Regions from separate parts of the Mus musculus genome. Here region 1 is linked to region 2. A link is a contact called in public HiChIP or PLAC-seq data. All regions are on one chromosome and are shown on one strand. Each heading gives the region's core, a stretch centred on a gene start, on an enhancer-like site or on the middle of the called end of the contact. The rest is flanking DNA. Distances are from core to core; before and after follow the strand shown. Region 1 overlaps Cpm (carboxypeptidase M). Region 2 holds the start of Gm51783 (a long non-coding RNA gene).

Region 1 (6,021 bases), core at 862-3,361, 200 kb before region 2:
ATTAAAGGCACACGCCACCACACCCGGTGGCCTTTCTACTTTTATTTGTTTTTAAAAAAAACAAAACTAGACGTCAAATCCAGGGCTTTGTGAGTGCTGTACTGACAAGTGGTTAGTTAGTAGCAAGAATCCTACCTCTGAGCTATTCCTCCATCCTGACTGTACATTTTTAATTGAAGAAGGCAAAGAGAGGGGATGAATTGGCTTGGGTGCATCTTCTTTTTCTGATTTCAATGTGGTTAAGACTCCTAGCACACAGGAGAGTGTATCAGTGAGAGGCAACCCAAACAGGATCCCGTCTTCTTCACCTTGCGATCTTCTCCCCCTACCCGCTTTGCTCTCCTCCTACACACAGCAAACGGAAAAGTATACACGTAAAACAAGTTTTTAGGGGTTGGAGAGATGGCTCAGCGGTTAAGAGCACTGACTGCTCCTCTGGAGATCCTGAGTTCAAATCCCAGCAACCACATGGTGGCTCACAACCACCCGTAATTAGGTCTAATGCCCTCTTCTGGTGTGTCTGAAGTCAGCTACAGTGTACTTACATGTAATAAGTAACTAAATCTTTAAAACAACAACAACAAAAAAGTTTTCAAAAACTAGACACAAAATCGTCACATCAACCATCATAATTTCTCTTTTATTTTTTTCCTAGCCTTTTTTTTTTCTTCTCACAGAGACAGGAAACTTGTTTTTAAATCCCCAAAGCTAAAAAAAAATCTCTAGAGGTTTTATACTATAAAAAGCCCCAGCTTCCCGTATTGGTCCCTTGGGTGAGAGATAACATAATCTGCCTGTCTTTTTTAAAGGACAGGTCAGTCATAATGAGAAGTTGGAACAACTTCTTGAAGTGCAAACAAGTATGTAAAGAGATTTCTTAATTGTCCCTTTGAATTTTTTTGCTGCTGGGGCTGAATCCAGGACCTCACATATGCTAAGCACACGCTGGACCACACATGCCTGACACCGCCAGCCTCTTGGATTTGAAAAGATGTAGCATTTGAAAAGATGCTACAATGTATCGTCCTTTGGGAGTTCCCTTTTATACAGCAGAAGCATTCTGTTTCAATGATGTCAGGCAGGTCGGATCCAGGATGTACTAACCAACCAGCCTCCAAAGATACAACATGAAGGACAGTGGGCAGCCCGAGAAACAGCTTTAAGATAATGGTAGTGATTGACTGGTGGTCAAGATATTAAGCTAGTTAACAGTGGTCACTATGCAGCTCAGGGCTCCAAAGGACCAGGTCCTGTCCTGACCCACAGGACTAGGGTCGTTACTGTTTGATCAGGACCTCTTTTTTTTTTAATTTTTAGATTTATTTATTTATTTATTTATTTATTTATTTATTTATTTATTTATTATATGTAAGTACACTGTAGCTGTCTTCAGACACTCCAGAAGAGGGAGTCAGATCTCCTTATGGATGGTTGTGAGCCACCATGTGGTTGCTGGGATTTGAACTCAGGACCTTCGGAAGAGCAGTCGGGTGCTCTTACCCACTGAGCCATCTCACCAGCCCCCCGATCAGGACCTCTTATTTTTAAAAGAGTATATGCTTAAAAACAAACAAACTTCTTTTTAAATTAAAGCAATTACATCATTTCTTCTTCTGCTTCTTCAGAACCTCTAAGCCCTCCCCACCGTATTTTATCTCAAATTCATGGCCTCTTTTTCTTTGATCAATATTAAAATTCTACCATGCTTATATGTGTATCGTTTCACTTGATATGTATACCATATCACTTGGTATTAGATAACCGACAGGGGCTCCTCCTTAGGGAAGACTATTTTTCTCATTCTCAGCCTTCTTAGGTTGTCTGTAGTTCCTGTCCAGCAGTGTTGCTCAGTAAGGTTCCCCCCTTTCAAGTTCGAGTGTCTCTTGGTGTCATCCTTGTCTAGGTCTTATCTAGGCAACCATATTGCTGAGATTTCATGGGTACTGTTTCCCATCTCAAAGCACGTTTCTCATTCCTCCAGCTCTTACAATCTTTCTGCCCCCTCTTCTTCAATGATTCCCAAGCCTTGCATGCAGGAGTTGCCATAGAGATGTATTGGGGCCGGGCACCACAGGCTCCCTTGTTCTCTGCACTCTGGTTGGTTGTGGTTTTCTGTAACGGTCTCCATCTGTTGCAAAGTGGAGTGTCTTTGATGATGCATTGCTTCCTTGCCAGTTCTGACTACAATCTCAACTATTTGATTTGACGACTGCTTGTGTTCTGTTCTGTTGAATTCTTCTCTTGGGGGATCGCAAGAACTGAGAGACTACCGTGGAAGCTGAGACCAGAAGAAACTGGGGGATCTCCCTCCCCATGGCAGTGATGTCGTGGTCCTTCTAGTTTGACTGGTGTTCCTCTCTGTTCTCTCTCCCCCTCCCCCATCTCTCTCATTACTATAGTGAGGGACAGAGACTTGCACGCCACAGTGCATGAACATGCAGAGGATATGGGCAACCGTGTGGGGGTGGTCTCCCTCCACCTTTCATGGGACCCAGAGGTGGAGCTCTGGTTTCTAGGCTCACAGGGCAAGTCCCTTTACCTGCTGAGCCATCTCACCAGCTGCCCACTGGCGTTCTTATTTCAGACTGGTGTCTATAGGTGCAAACTGTTCTAATTTATGACTAGGTTCATTTCAAGCCACTAATCCTCCCCTGAAAAAGTGTGTATTTGGGGTCTGCCCATCCTTGTTGATATTTATTTTTATTAGAAGAACTTTAACTTGCAAGTTTCCCTGGAAGCTGCTCTGAAGAGGAACCCGACTATTCTTGCGTTCCTCCTTCCTGAGTTTGGGCCATAAAGTCTTTCACTCTAAGGTCAGGCAAGCCAGAGTCTTGAATGAAGGCTGGTGAACTTCCAGAACAAGCAGGGAGTCTAAAGTTGCCAAAATGCGATTCCTTTAAGGACCAACTTAGAACACTCGATGGATTACGAAAGATGGACTTCTTTTTTTTGTTTTGTTTTGTTTTTCTGGATTGTGTTTGCAGTGCCTAGGAAGGAACCAGAGTCACGTGCATGTGAGGTAAGCACCCCATCACTGAGCCACACCCCATCACTGAGCCACACCCCATCACTGAGCCACACCCCATCACTGAGCCACATCTCCATCACTGAGCCACACCCCATCACTGAGCCACATCTCCATCACTGAGCCACACCCCATCACTGAGCCACATCTCCATCACTGAGCCACACCCCATCACTGAGCCACATCTCCATCACTGAGCCACACCCCATCACTGAGCCACACCCCATCACTGAGGCATATCTCCATCACTGAGCCACATCTCCATCTCCATCCTTGTTTGTTTTTGAGACAACAAACTGTCATTGTGCAGCTCAGACTGGCCTGGTCCCCGGAACCCTCGTGCCTCTCCCCACAGTGCTGAGGTTATAGGCATCCACCATCGTGACTTGTGCCCTTCTTCCATCTTGATCTCTATCTAAGTAGATCACTTGTTTGGTAAGTACGTCAAACCTGTATCAGGGTGGCACGCCATCTGCCTCCAAACAGCATCTTTGATCCCTTTGATCCTGCACAGTTAGTTAGGCACGGCACATTCCTGAATGAAGCGCACTGGATCTAAACCTGCACTGCCAGCCTCAAGAACCTGCTGTCACTTGTTAGCCATGTGACGTGTGACAAGATGCTTCATCTCCTTGATCACTTTCCTTATCGATGTTGGGGGATTAAGAGAATTAGTACTTCATGGAGTTGTGCTACTTCACCTAATCCTCCTGATCCTTGAAACACTGCGAGTAAGCTGTCCTTAGCGTGCTCAAGGCTGTGAGTTCGAGTTCCAGCACCACACAAGGGAGAGCAACTATAACAAACGCAGCAAAACCACAGTAAGCACGAGCTTGTTAAAAGACAAAGTTCAGGGCTGGAGAGATGGCTCAGCGGTTAAGAGCACTGACTGCTCTTCCAGGGGTCCTGAGTTCAAATCCCAGCAACCACATGGTAGCTTGAAATCATCTATAAAAGGTGATTCAATGCCCTTTTCTGGTACATCTGGAGACAGTGTACTCATATCATAAAATAAATAAGTAGACTCTCCTGTATAGTGCCTCCGAGCAATTAAGGTAAGGTATCCAGTATAAACAGCGTCTGAATCATATGATGGAGACCTTGGCCAGCAGTCAGCGGAACCACGCATGCCAAAGGAAATCTGCCCTTCAGTTTGAATAGACCAACACTCACGGAAGTGCACAAGAAGGAAAATAGAGGGGGCTGTTCTTTAAGAAACGTGTTTTTCCAAAGGCCTTAACAAAACAAATATTGCAAGATATTTCACACCTCTTGGTCAACTGAATTTACACTTTAAACTCATCCAGAATTTCCAGGGCGTGATGCCCAACCTAGAAGAGGTGAGCACACATCACTGGGAGGGCGGGGCCGGAAGATAAGTCACCCTACTGGCTGTGTTGGGCCACTAGTCACAAACATCTTACAACACTTTCTCACCTGGCCTGCTTCTGAAGCGATGGAGGTGACCTTGCAGATTTAATGATCTCAATGCTAATGAGGCGGGAAGCCCAAGCCGAGAGCTTGTAGATAGGAGGTGGCTCATTAGGAACTATTAGGAAAGTTGGGTCAATATGAACTGGTCAACGTGGACACAAAGCAAAGGGATTGTCCTAGATTATGAGGCTGGAGAGATGGCTCATGGGGTAAGAGCACTGCCTGCTTTTCCAGAGGACGTCCATTCCCAAGACCCACATGGCTACTCAAGACTGTCTGAACTCCGATTCCAGAGCATCCAACACCCTCTTCTGGCCTTCACAGGGCACGCACATAGGAGTACACAGACATACATATAGGCAAATACCCATAAAATTAAAAAAAATAATCCTGACAGAAAAAGTTTCAAAAGCACTGTTAGAACCACACAAAACCTTAATAATGCAGGATGCTGTTTGTTATTATTGAACTGTTATATTGTGTTTCTTAGTTTAAAGATGATACATTGTGACTAGGTGGAAGCTACGTTTAGAAGGAGACATGTGCTAAAATATTTAAGGGGATGCACACACTATTTACTGCTTCTAATAATTCAGCAAAATCAATAAAGCTCAGCCAAGCGGTGGTGGCTCCCACCTTTAATAGCAGCATGGCAGAGGCAGAGGCAGAGGCAGAGGCAGAGGCAGAGGCAGAGGCAGAGGCAGAGGCAGAGGCAGAGGCAGAGGCAGAGGCAGAGGCAGAGGCAGAGGCAGATCTCTGAGTCTGAGGCCTCCTGCTTTACAAAGTGAGTTTCCAGACAACCAGGGCTACACAGAGAAGATCTGTCTCAAAAAAACAAAACAAAAACAAACAAACAAAAAAAACCCAAAAAAACAAAAACAAAAAGAAAAGAAAAGAAAAAAAATCAATAGAACTCATAAGAGACAAAGTAGATTTGACAAAAAAATATTAACATGGGGTGGGTCTGTGTGACATTTGGTACTTTTGCCTTTTTTCCTATAGGGCTAAAAATAAACAAAAGGTTTGAGGAATCATGAAAGAGAAAAGATGGGAGAATATACGTGCCTAGGCCACGTCTGATAATCCAGGACACAGAAAGAACTCTGGAGACTTGACATGAAGAAGTCCAATCACTCGGCAGGTGTGGTGACACATTCCTATAAATCCCAGACTTTGGGGTCAGAGACAAGAGGATCAGGAGCTTGAGACAGCTCCTCAGCCACACAGGAAACTTGAAATCCTGGACTGCATGAGACCATGTGCGATGGTTTGAATATGTTTGAATATGCTTGGCCCAGGGAGTGGCCCTGTTGGAGTAGGTGTGTCACTGTGGGTGTGGGCTTTAATACCCCTGTCCTAGCTGCCTGGAAGCCAGTATCCTGCTAGCAGCCTTCAGATGAAGATGTAGAACTCTCAGTTCCTGCACCATGCCTGCCTGGATGCTGCCATGCTTCCCACCTTGATAATAATGGACTGAACCTCTGAACCTATAAGCCAGCCCCAGTTAAGTGCTGTCCTTAAGAGTTGCCTTGGTCATGGTGTCTGTTTACATTAGTAAAACC
Region 2 (6,014 bases), core at 3,448-5,947:
TTTCTTTCCACAATCTACAGCCACTTCCAGTTCACAGGCCAGGGTGGGAACTTTAATAAACAGTAGAATTTGCCAGAGTGGCAGGGGCGGAAAAGGAGGTAGAACAGGGGAGCCCAGGACAATGCGTTGTCTCCAGGCCATGGGGACACAGAAGGTCACCTGAGATGGCACATTGTAGGTCAGAGAGAACAGGGTAAGAGCAAGTCCTGACGTAGGAACGAACGGTAACAGCTTAGGGGATCTTGTATCAGGTATAGGCCTTCGCAGGGTGGGGTTGGAAAGTGTAAAGGTTGTCAGAGAGAAAACAGAGTCACTTAGGTCAAGCTGGAAAGCCCTGGAGTAGCGACTGTCACCAAGTCCTGGATAAAAAGGACTGCCCTCCAAAGACTGACAGAATCACAGCCTCGAACAAGGGCATCTACAACCTTACACACTACACCACGATTGTGCAAGGACATTTGATCCGCCGTCTTCTGTTTAAATTTGGACTGACCTCTGACCTTTGAACGCCCTTGTCCACTAGTCTGCCTGGCCAAAGGATTGTTGCAACAAAAGAGGTTGTGTGATCTTTCTCATTTTTGCCTTTAGAAGCCTTCCTTTCTGTAACTCCAGCAACGAATACACTAAAAGCTGGCCCTGCCTCACGACCCTCTGGGGTGGCCACACTCAGAGTTTACCATGGCACACATCTTCTTGCAATGCCACTATTCCTGTTGGCCTTTGGAGAAGCTTTGTGTTGGCGACTTGGCTTAGCAAAGGCCTCTCCCCCAGATTCTGAGCAGCAGGTGTGCAAGCAAGATGGTCCCGAAACTTCCAGCTCCTTATTCCCCCTGGTGAGAAAGTGTTTCTCCTCCAGGTTTCAAGCCGTTCCTGGGCACAGAAACAGGAGCGCTTCAAACAGGGTAATTGCAACTATGTCTCCATTTACCCAACCCTTGTGCTTGTGCTAAAGGACAGGTGTCCGTGCAGCACGAGGCCATTGAATGTTTGACCTCCAACTTCAAACAACATTCCCTTCCTTTTGCTTTATCTCAGATGTAGATTTACACTGTTTAATAATTTACTACAGGAGAAGTCCTTGAAACAAATCTCGGGAGATAAGCTGCTGCAGGGGAGTTGCCCAGACTTGTTGAGTTTGCCAGTATTCTTGTTTAATCATCTCTAGCCACTTGTTATGATTTGGACCTTAAGTGTCCCCTAAGAGTCCGTTTGCTAAAGGTTTGCTCGCTCACCTGTGGTGTTCTTGGGAGATGATGGAATGTTTTAAAAAATGTCAAGGTTAATACTGATCATTAAAAGGGCTGGAGAGATGGCTCATCAGTTAAGAGTACTTACTGTTCCTGCAGAGGCCCCAGGTTGGGGTCAGAGCATCCATAAGATGGCTCAGTCCTAATTCCAGTTACATTGGTTTCTGGCGCCCTCTTCTGGATTCTAGAGGCACTACATGCATGTGGTGCAGCTATAACAGGCAAAACCCACTCATACATAAAATTAAAATAAATAAATAAAAATCTAAAAAAAAAACAAAAACACCCTCTTCGATCATCAGATTGGCAGGAACTAGAATCACCTAAAAAACAAACCTATAGCATGTTTGTGAGGGATTTCTAAGTTGGGCTGAGGTGAGAAGACCCGTCCTAATGTAGGCTATGGGCTGGGACCCTTGACTAAACGAAAAGGATTAAGTCACGTGACAGCATTCAAGGCCCTCTACTTCCTGCCTGTGGATGAAATGTGACCGGAAGCCTCTTGCGTCTGCACTGGACCTTCCAACTATGATGGACTCTGAACCCAAACTGAGAGCCAAAGTTAACCCTTTGGAGGACCGTAGTGTCTACAGCTGCTGTTCTCAACCTGTAGCTCGCAACCCACCTGGGTCAAACGACCCTTTCAGAGGATCGCCTTAGACCATCTGCATATCAGATATTTACAACATGATTCATAACAGTAGCAAATTTACAGTTATGAAGTAGCAATGAAAATACTTTTATGGTTGGGGGTCACCCTAGCATGAGGAGCTGTCTCAAAGAGTGGAAGTGTTAGGAAGGTTGAGAACGGTTAGGAAGGGGGATAAAGGAACACAGGACATTGGGGTGTGCCCTTGAAGAGGCCCTGGAGGCACACATTTTTTTTCCAGCCTACTTTTAAAAAGGTTCACCCTCTCCTCTAGTCCACCACCCAGCAGAGGTAGTGAAAGAGAAAAGTTATTGAATATGTGCATCTCAGGTAATGTGCCACATCACTGGAACCCTAACTCAGCCCTGCAGAATTTTCTCTTCCATGCCTTCATTCTCAGCTTCCGAGGTGATGAGACTGGCAGAAACCCTTGGTCATTGGCAAAATCCTGAGCCTTCTTTCCTTCCTAAGACAAGCTGGTCAATCTCATCCACCCTCAATGTTCTTTTTCTTTGTTTTAAGATTTATTTATTCATTTTATGTATATGAGTACACTGTAGATGTACAGATGGTTGTGAGCCTTCATGTAGTTGTTGGGAATTGAGGTTTTAGGACCTCTGCTTGCTCCGGTCAACCCTGGCCCAAAGATTTATTTATTATTATACACAAGTACACTGTAGCTGTCTTCAGATGCACCAGAAGAGGGCATCAGATCTCAGTACGGGTGGTTGTGAGCCACCATGTGGTTGCTGGGATTTGAACTCAGGACCTCTGGAAGAGCAGTCATTGCTTTTACCTGCTGAGCCATCTCTCCAGCCCCACCCTCGATGTTCTACTGAAGTTTTTGCCATCTATTTCTTCTACAGAGGCTATGGGTGTGGCTTTTAACAGCCCCACAGTACAGGCCAAGCAACACCAAATTAAAATGAAGGCTGCTTTCGGTAAAGGACAGGGTCTCACTGTAACACCCTGGGTGACAGGGAACTCACTATGTAGACCAGGCCAGCCTAGATCTTGAAGAGTGTGTCTCCATCATTGAGAGATACTAACTTCTCTTAGAGCTCAATGATGTGGTAAGAAGAAGAATTCTCTCGGGAAACATTTTCTTACTAAAGAAAACAGTGAGAATTGTCTCATCTGAACGCAGAAAGTGAGACATCTCATTGTGAGTGGATATCCTCTGCTAACCCCATCCCCCTGAGGGAGGCAGGACAGCAGTTGGAGGTCGTCGGGCAACAGGACATGAAGTGCCTGGGTGATATTTTTCACACAAGCTGTGAACATGGTAGGCTTGCCAGCATATTGCCAGTAGCAAGTGTCCCTAAGAACCTCCCAAACCAAGGCTGCTGACAGGTCTGGCATCTTATTGGAAGTGGATTTTGTGACTGGCAACATCTGACAGTTGCCAGGTGGTTTGGAACACTGGTATAGTTTCCTGTTGTTCAACTCTAAGATCTCATGGATAGATAGATAGATAGATAGATAGATAGATAGATAGATAGACGGATAGATAGATAGATCTTGAAAACAGAAAGGTAACTCCTATTTCTCCATCAGTAGTGATCAATGTACTGCACAATTGGTTTGGTGCAGAGATTCTGGAGACCCAAGCCTGGGCTTCAGACAAACTCTCTGTCATTGAACGGACTTGTCATTGAAGGGACCTGTCAGTGCCAGCCCTGTACCATGTAAATTACAGTGACTATAAGATTTTTAAAAAATTCTTCTGTTTATAAAGTTTTAAACAAACAACCCCCCACCCTCCTCACTACAGAAAACCAAGAGCGGTTTTCGGAAACACACCAATGGATACAAGAAGAGGCATGCTTGTGTTCATGTTGGCATAGCCTCGGGCTTTGAGCAGGGGGGCCCACACAGCAGGCTGTACAGCTGTTGAAGGGTAGAAATGGGTCGCACAACCTCACCCTGCCATCGTTTTCTGAGCAGACGCTGTCCTCCACCCCACAGTTCGGGCATTCTGTCTTTAATGTGACATCTGCCCCGCTGTGCCACGCTCAGCTCTGCTCATCTTATGCTAAACATACTTCACCCTCTCCATAGGTGACATCACCCTCTCCATGGGTGACATCACTCTCTCCGTGGGTGACATCACCCTCTCCATAACCTGTGACACAGGTAAATTTTATTAGCAGAGAGCAGCTTACTGGTCCAAGGGGAGCATTTTGCTGAGCTGGAAATCTGTTTCAAATAGTCCGGCTTTAGGATATGCGTGCCTAGCTGCACTTAACATCGTTCCTGTTTTCAGTGGAGATCAAGGAAAGGGTCCCAGATAGATCAAACTGGAAATTAGGGCAGAAGCTGGGCAGATCTGGACTGGGGGTGTTTTGCTCCACTGCAGCCTCCCACTGATAACAGGGGAGAATCAGGTGCCCTCCTCCATCCCTGTACTGTGACCTTTCCCATAGCCCACCTGCCAAGTACACCTTACACTTGCTTGTTGTGTTTCTGAGTATTCTCTGGGCACCCTCTCCCACCTCAGGAAGATACAAGCAGCTAAGAGCAGGTTTCTTATCTGTTTGGCTCTCTGAGGTTCCCCAACCATTTAGAGCTGTGCCCCCGGCCCTTCATGTGCTCCTGGTATCTGTTCAATAAATAACACCTTACCACTTGGTAGGTTAGCGGGGATGAAGGTTTTCACATTTGTAACAGAAAGCACAGCGGGTGGGCCATTAGGAGGCTGAAGAAGACCCCACAGAGCATGGAAGGCCTGGAGGCTGTTATCAGTCGGAGTAGGAGGTGCTCTAAATCAACACCCTCCTGGCCCAGGGAGATTATCAAGTAAGTAAGACAATGGGACCAGACAGAAAGGCACCTGGAAATGAGCCAGCAGGAAGTGGGGAGAGAGTGGTTTCTGGTTTCGATTTTCTTTGTCTTCGTGGGTTTGGTGTTTCACTCTAATCCCTTTTGATCCCCTTGGTTAAATCCTATTATTTAGACACTTGATTCTAGTAGAATCTTTTTTTACCAATAAAAAAATCTCTGTGGTGTCTGTGTGTGTGTGTGTGTGTGTGTGTGTGTGTGTGTGTGTGTGTATGTGTGGGTGGGTGTGTGTAGGCCAGAGGTCCACATAGGCCTCTTCTCCACAATTCTTCTTTCTGAGACAAGGGCTCACCATGAGGCCCTGGCTGTCCTGGAACTCACTACATAGAATAGGCTGACTCCAAACTCACAGAGATCTGCCTGCCTCTGTCTATGTGCTAAGATTGAAGGTGTGTACCACCCATCACCATGCCTGGTACTCACTTAATTTTTTTTAAGACAAGGTCTCTCACAGAACCTGGAGGATACTGATTTGGCAAAATCGGCAGGCCAGGAAGGTCATGACCCTTCCTGTCTACCACCAAGGCACTGCGGTGCCAGGCATAGCTTTTTTGTTGTTGTTGTTTTGTTTGTTTGAAACAGGGTTTCTCTTTATAGCCCTGGCTGTCCTGGAACTCACTTTGTAGACCAGGCTGGCCTCAAACTCAGAAATCAGCTTGCCTCTTTCTCCTGAGTGCTGGGATTAAAGGTGTGCATCACCACGCCCGGCCAGGCATAGCTTTTTATGTGCTTGCTACATCCATGGCAGCCATTTTACCAACTGAGCCATAATTGCATAACTTTCGAAGGTTGTAGGAGGTCGGAGTGAAGCTACACTACTTTTACTGTAGCTTGCCATTTCCTATTGAAAGAAAATGAGATTTTGTAACTTGTGATTCATGTAAAAGAGTTGTCTATGAGCCCGCGGCCTGGGGCCGAGAACAAAGCAGAACAGACAGGGCTGTTAAGACATTCCTAAGAACAGCTTGATTGTACAAGCAGGGCTATCTTGTCTGGGTCAACACCACCTGGCCCGAACCTCCCCTCTGTCTACTGCCCCTTGACACTGGGTAAAGTCATACATCAACTGGTTGCTATGTGAACAAGATAAGCCCCCAGCCCACAGGAACAAAGTCCTGATGCCCTTTTGCTAACATGTAATCTTTCTGTTAATGTTTAAATAAGCTAATAGTGTGTCACTATGCTGAATTCCACACCCCTAAGCCCCTTACCCCATAAAAACCCCTAGCTTTCGAGCCTCGTGGCCGACATCCGTTATCTCCTGTGTGAGATACATG

The links. HiChIP or PLAC-seq counts read pairs in DNA pulled down with a chosen protein or histone mark.
Region 1: an H3K27ac HiChIP or PLAC-seq map of DN3 thymocytes shows a contact between it and region 2, with 7 times the contacts expected there. The contact joins two enhancer-like sites. A contact is called at or near these places in 1 of 15 datasets of contacts at CTCF or cohesin (the NIH/3T3 cell line), 13 of 484 Hi-C or Micro-C datasets (CD8 T cells, the THB-7 cell line, bone marrow-derived macrophages and 5 more) and 14 of 115 datasets of contacts at active chromatin or transcription factors (the 230-238 cell line, CD8 T cells, DN3 thymocytes and 8 more).

Annotation. Positions count from the first base shown.
Region 1 is chr10:117,648,316-117,654,336 of GRCm38.p6, reverse strand. All of the region lies in intron 2 of Cpm (carboxypeptidase M), which reads right to left. Among named protein-coding and RNA genes, the nearest start is that of Gm25709, 11 kb to the left of the region's middle. Within about 2 kb of position 2,111, at least 48 of the 459 cell types and tissues checked have an H3K27ac peak or open chromatin away from gene starts, as enhancers often do. A contact at or near this core is called in CD8 T cells and DN3 thymocytes, where this site is marked.
Region 2 is chr10:117,451,079-117,457,092 of GRCm38.p6, reverse strand. It overlaps Gm51783 (a long non-coding RNA gene), which reads right to left and starts at 579. Exons shown (of 3, transcript XR_003948948.1): 1 at 1-579. Within about 2 kb of position 4,697, at least 63 of the 459 cell types and tissues checked have an H3K27ac peak or open chromatin away from gene starts, as enhancers often do. A contact at or near this core is called in CD8 T cells and DN3 thymocytes, where this site is marked.